2 separate regions of the Capsicum annuum genome follow, and region 1 is linked to region 2. Evidence: chromatin contacts called from public Hi-C data. All regions are on one chromosome and are shown on one strand. Each heading gives the region's core, a stretch centred on a gene start, on an enhancer-like site or on the middle of the called end of the contact. The rest is flanking DNA. Distances are from core to core; before and after follow the strand shown. Region 1 has its middle 12 kb from the start of LOC107854341. Region 2 overlaps LOC107873418 (probable pectin methyltransferase QUA3).

The links. Hi-C and Micro-C count contacts between places; a contact is called where the count stands out from the background.
Region 1: a Hi-C map of leaf shows a contact between it and region 2, with 3 times the contacts expected there. The contact joins two enhancer-like sites. A contact is called at or near these places in 3 of 5 Hi-C or Micro-C datasets (bud and leaf).

Annotation. Positions count from the first base shown.
Region 1 is chr1:42,629,166-42,631,865 of UCD10Xv1.1, forward strand. No RefSeq gene overlaps it. Among protein-coding and RNA genes, the nearest start is that of LOC107854341, 12 kb to the right of the region's middle. Within about 2 kb of position 1,341, at least 4 of the 5 cell types and tissues checked have an H3K27ac peak or open chromatin away from gene starts, as enhancers often do. A contact at or near this core is called in leaf, where this site is marked.
Region 2 is chr1:42,587,685-42,590,469 of UCD10Xv1.1, forward strand. It overlaps LOC107873418 (probable pectin methyltransferase QUA3), which reads left to right. Exons shown (of 8, transcript XM_016720267.2): 8 at 1-293. The coding sequence ends at 35. Among protein-coding and RNA genes, the nearest start is that of LOC107873407, 9.0 kb to the right of the region's middle. Within about 2 kb of position 1,442, at least 4 of the 5 cell types and tissues checked have an H3K27ac peak or open chromatin away from gene starts, as enhancers often do. A contact at or near this core is called in leaf, where this site is marked.

The sequences.
Region 1 (2,700 bases), core at 91-2,590, 41 kb after region 2:
AAATTTGTTAATTTGATGCCCCATTTTACTTGTCTTTTTTCATTAATCAAGACAAGACAAATTTTTTTTTTCATGTTTTACCCTTTGCATTAATTACTTTTTCTTCAAATTAAATTATAAATATCATTTAATAGGAGTATTATGATAAATTAGACATGTTATTAATTATTTTTCTTAATTAATATATCATCTTAGGATGGGTAATTTGAAATGGAAGGAGTCTAAACGATAGATTAGAGAGTACAAAGAAGGCTAAGATAAGTTGTATGACTGCGTCTCTCATTCTTTAATTATCTGAATAAGACCTGCATGGATCATGTATTTATTTATATATGCACGACTAATTGTCAATGTAGTATTTATTATCAAAAGGCATCTAAGAATGATCCGGACACCACTGACTTCCCTCATTAATTTTTCTTCTTTTCCTATTTGTCAAACATAGAAATGTAAATTTTTTTTTATATTAGTAAATCTGTACTACCATCTTAGAATCAGTACAGTTTGACAAAATCTTGACCTTCGAGCATATATTTAAAAAAATATTTGATTATTCTCGACACTCTTTCAACGTAATATCTTTTCTGAACCATTAACTTGTTTCTATTACAAGTGAATACATCAAATCCTTCTCTGTGTAAGTTCTTAGTCAAATTACAACTGTTTCGTCGACGTGTACCAAAATTGTGGTGTACTAACGAACACGTCTAGTTTCTCAAATATTTTCATATTCTTTTACTAAAACCCAAAACACCTTCCTCTAAAAAAAAAAATATTGTTTAAATATAAACGAAAATTTAAGCTTATACCTATTCCGCGTCGAATTTAGTGGGTGTTCCAAATTATAACGTAGGTTTGCCCCTATTTGGGCCTCAATGGCGTAGCCACATATAATTTAGGATCATTTGTCAAACACGCTACGTTGAAAAATTATATACGAGGTATATAGGTCATAAATTATTTCTCACATATTCTTAATGAAATTTCTAATTGCGCCACCGTTGGACCTACAACTCACACCCAATAATTAGCTCAAAGAGATGAAGAAAGAATCTCACAATCCTAATGAGATAAATCCCCGACTCCTTCTAAGGCTTGAACAATTCCACTGCTTTGAACTAATTTGTGCGGTGTGAGTTAGGACCTCATCACTATTTTGTAATAAGGCCTTTTTGAATCCAAATTGTAAATGTACACATGATATTATTTTCTCAATTATTGGATTCAAATTCGTATAATAGAGTCCAAGTTGGGCTTTTTCCATAGAATTGTCCCGTCCCTCATGGGACACCCTGGCTAAGGTCACAAAACATAATTTTCCATATATCTCTCTGCTACTATACTATACTATACTATATAGTATAGGTACCAATAATGTGTCACATATGCCAAAGATGAACCTGTCCATTGTCTCATTTTGCTACAAACATTACCAAAAGGCATGAATTTTGCAGTTGAGGTGAAAAGGCTCAATTATTGTCAATGATTTTTCTCTTTTAGCATGTGAAAAAGTCAAAGGGGCAATGTACAATTGGTCCTACACTTGATTTTCTTGTATTATGAATGTTTACTCAAAATTTAACGCAACTCTAATTGTTGAGAGGGACCCTACATTACAATCATATTTTTCTCATAAAAGATAATAATTCTAATTTTGCAAACTTTGTTTGCTTCCACACGTTAGTATTATATGAATAGGAAACAAACAAAATTTTTATTGCTTAGTTAATTAGTCGTTGTCCTTTCTTAAGAGGACTACAAACACTTCATGTGCGAAGCTAATTTGACCTCTTAGACTCTGCAAAAGAAATTATTTGAAGTGATTTGATCAAGTCATCAATCCATTTAATGGCTATCCATAAAGCTTAGTAATATACATTAATGTTTGGACCACAAAGAAATTACATCAAAGTTTTTGGGACTCTTTACACAGATAGTCGGTCAGATTCACTATTTGTGTGTTCTATCTGAATATATACATTATACACTAAACATACATAATATACATATATATTATACATGAATTATACATCTGTCGGCTATTTTGAGCTTATACAGTTGAGTGGGCAGCTATTCGAGTAAATTCTTCAAGCATTATAAATTGCTCGGCCCATTATTTATGGGCTCATTCAGTTTAACAATTGAAGCTTGATGCCCATTTCAGTTATTCATGATTGAGTACCTGATTATAATCTCTCAGGTCAAGTACTATGACATATATTTAAAATTTTAAAAAAATTAATGGGGGGGAATTGATAATTTCCAATTTTTTTTGGGCTTAAGCTTGTATTTGCTTTGGGTTTACAGAACTTCTAATTATTCAATTTAATGATACTCAAACTTCTATTTAGGCACCATGTTTGGGTCAATATGGGAAAGTAGTAGTACGATCTCCGGCCCAAGAAGCCCAACCTTAGATAGGAATCAAGTCTTTGCATGGATTTCCTCCATTTTACGGGCAAACAACATAAATCCCGGTAGTTTGGAGTTTATTTACACAAAATCCAAACATTTATATAATTAATGAAAATCTTAGTTTCGAATCTGGTGACATACATAAGTACATCTGAGATACATTTTTTCCTTTATAAAGATACATTAGATTCTGATATATTTTTTTTCAATTTTGAGTCTGTCATACATAATCCATCTAATAAAGATACATTTTTTCTTTACAAAGATACATAATTAGCTTTCACT
Region 2 (2,785 bases), core at 192-2,691:
AGAATTTTTGGAAGCTTCCTTCTGCATCCCACTGATTGATCCTTTTGTTTTTGTACTGTAGGTATAGCCCTTTTTGTCCTTATTGTCTCATTATTAAGGCCCAGTAACTTATTTCAGATGATGCAACTACTCTACTGCTTTCTTGTCTCTTTATTTAGCTTATGTAGAATTTAAATGGAAGCGTAAAAAGATGGGGAAAAACTGTATATTCTTTTTATAGAATCACTGTCTGTTACAAACTCTCTCAACTTTTTTGGTATTAGAACATGAGCAGCTAGGTGCAGCTTTTTGTATACCAGACTCGATTCGGCAAGACCTGCATGTTATGAAGTGCCAGTAACTAGTTGCTGCATCACATTCACAAAATATTTGGAGGGTAATGGCATTGGCTTCTCATTTCTTGCTTGACTATGTTCAATCCTTTCATTTCCCTGTTTCTTTTCTTTCTTTTTACATCATGTGCCGAGACCTCTATGTGCGCAGTAACTTTGTGTTACTTGCATATGTATTGCATCTCCAGTAACCTAATGTTTTTGAATAGGGCTTTAGAAGAGTTCTCTGCATTGTTTGTGGCTATTCCTCATTATGTTGGCCTCGGACATCATGAAGTCCATACACGATGCAGGGAGCTGAAGAAATCCAATAAATCATATATTTAGCAATGTACACCAAATGCCAAAAAATGCAGGCACTTGAACCTAAGTTTCTGACTTTACCTAAAACCTCTCTTGTTCACATCTTTTATTTTTCGTGTGGATAATAGCGGTGTCTGGTAAGCTTGTGCACACCTTGATTATTCCTTTGGTATCAATTACCTTCCACCAGCACAATTACCAAGTAATTTATTGATGTTTTTTTTTTTGTCTCTACAAAAGGGGAGCCTTGGAGTAACTGGTAAAGTTGCTGCCATGTGACCAGAAGGTCACGGGTTCAAGCCTTGGAAACAGCCTCTGGCAGAAATGCAAGGTAAGGAAGGCTGCGTACGATACACCCTTATGGTGGGGCCCTTCCCCGGACATCGTGCATAGCGGTAGTTTTAATGCACCGGGCTGCCCCCTTTCTTTTTTTTGTCTCTACAGAAATGTGAACCCTTGTGTTTTTATGGGTTTTACCAATTTCCCTGACTGCTTAGGCCACACACTTGGACTCTTATATCTTTCGATGGTGTTATCACTTTGGAGCAATAGCCGGAACTATGCCTGGTATTATAAAGCTAAACCTAGGATTCTACAGTCAATTTGGAATAGACTCATCTCCAGGCTTTGCATCTTCGTGAGAAAGACCCATGCCTCCGCTTATAGCTTTCATACCCAACCCGGTGAGCACCCTTAATGTCTCTAGTAGATAGACTCAAGAAGGAACCTTCACACAGAACATCTGCTGTACATGGTGAGGTCCATTTTCTGCAAGTTCAATTGAATTAGGCATGTTCCGTGGGCTTCCATCAAACAAAATCAGCCACCTTACAGGAGGGGCCGCTTTGCTCTTCCTGTTGTTCTTCACATGAATGAATAGCCTTAATTAGGCTCTTCCCTGATCAAATTTTATTGTCAGTGATCACTCATCACTATATATATGCAGGTATTATTGTCGGCAAAATTAGGAGCCAATATGTCATGTTTGCTGCTTTTACTGTAACTGGCTGAAGTAAAGCTGATTCAAATAGCAAGATACCAGAATTTGACACACAAAATGATGTTGTATAAGCTAATCTCCATGCATTTGACTAATCAGCCGTACCTGCTGCCTTCCACTAACATAGATACCAAGTACTAATTTAGTTCACCAAAGTTTAGGAAAAAAAGATCGTTCTTTACACTCAAGTATCAACAACCTCATACTAGACAGATACTAACTCCATCCGTGGGCCTTTCTTGCGTTAAAAGAAAAATCTTGGCAGTTTTTGAAAAACGTTTTTCTTGAGTTGAAGGTCTATTAAAAACAGCTTCTCTATCCACAAAGGTAGAGGCAAGGTTTGCATACACCTGTAGACCCACTCTTTCCATAGACCCCACACTTTCCAGACTCAACCGGGACTATACTGGTTGATATAGTTTTTTTTTTTCAGTTACATGTGATTCAGCAAAGTTGTTCTGGCTGTCACAGAGAAAAAAGTGTTTGAAATAGAGCCTTTCATGAGTGGTCCCTTAAAAGTTTAAAATCAATCACGGGATACACTCTTGCAATTTGTTTGCTCCTAAAGCTCCTGCAGTGTCCATTGGCTCCTCATTTCATTTGGTTTCATTTATAATGGGATTTTTTTGGCTCTCCTATCTTTTTTTTACCTTTCATGTTAGGGAATATTTGCTTTATCGTGACGTCCAGAGCACATGTAAAAATGTATACTTAATTAAGTAGAATCTAACTTTTAAACAATTTTACTCATAAAATAATACTAATAAGGATGCTCAAACCTAGCAGACAACAATCTAGATAATTTCTTTTTATTTGCTTTAAGTTTTGGTTGGTAAGGTCACTCTATACCTGTGTTGATAGATAGAAGATTGTGTTAGGGTTGTTTTTAGCCTGATTTTTTTTTAACCAAATTTAAGCTTTAGTTTTCTTAATTAGAAGGAAAATAAAAGTAGTACCATAATTATTTTTACTTTTCCTAAATGAAAATATAAAACTCTTCCATATTTAGCAAATCTCTTTTTCGGAGGAAAGACTTTGGAACTTTATAAATAGAAGATCGTCTTTTCATACAACAATACAGTAGCATCTATAATGTAGTCATTTACGAGTCTTGTTAAGGGGGAGATTTTATGTTTTATTTAATATTAGT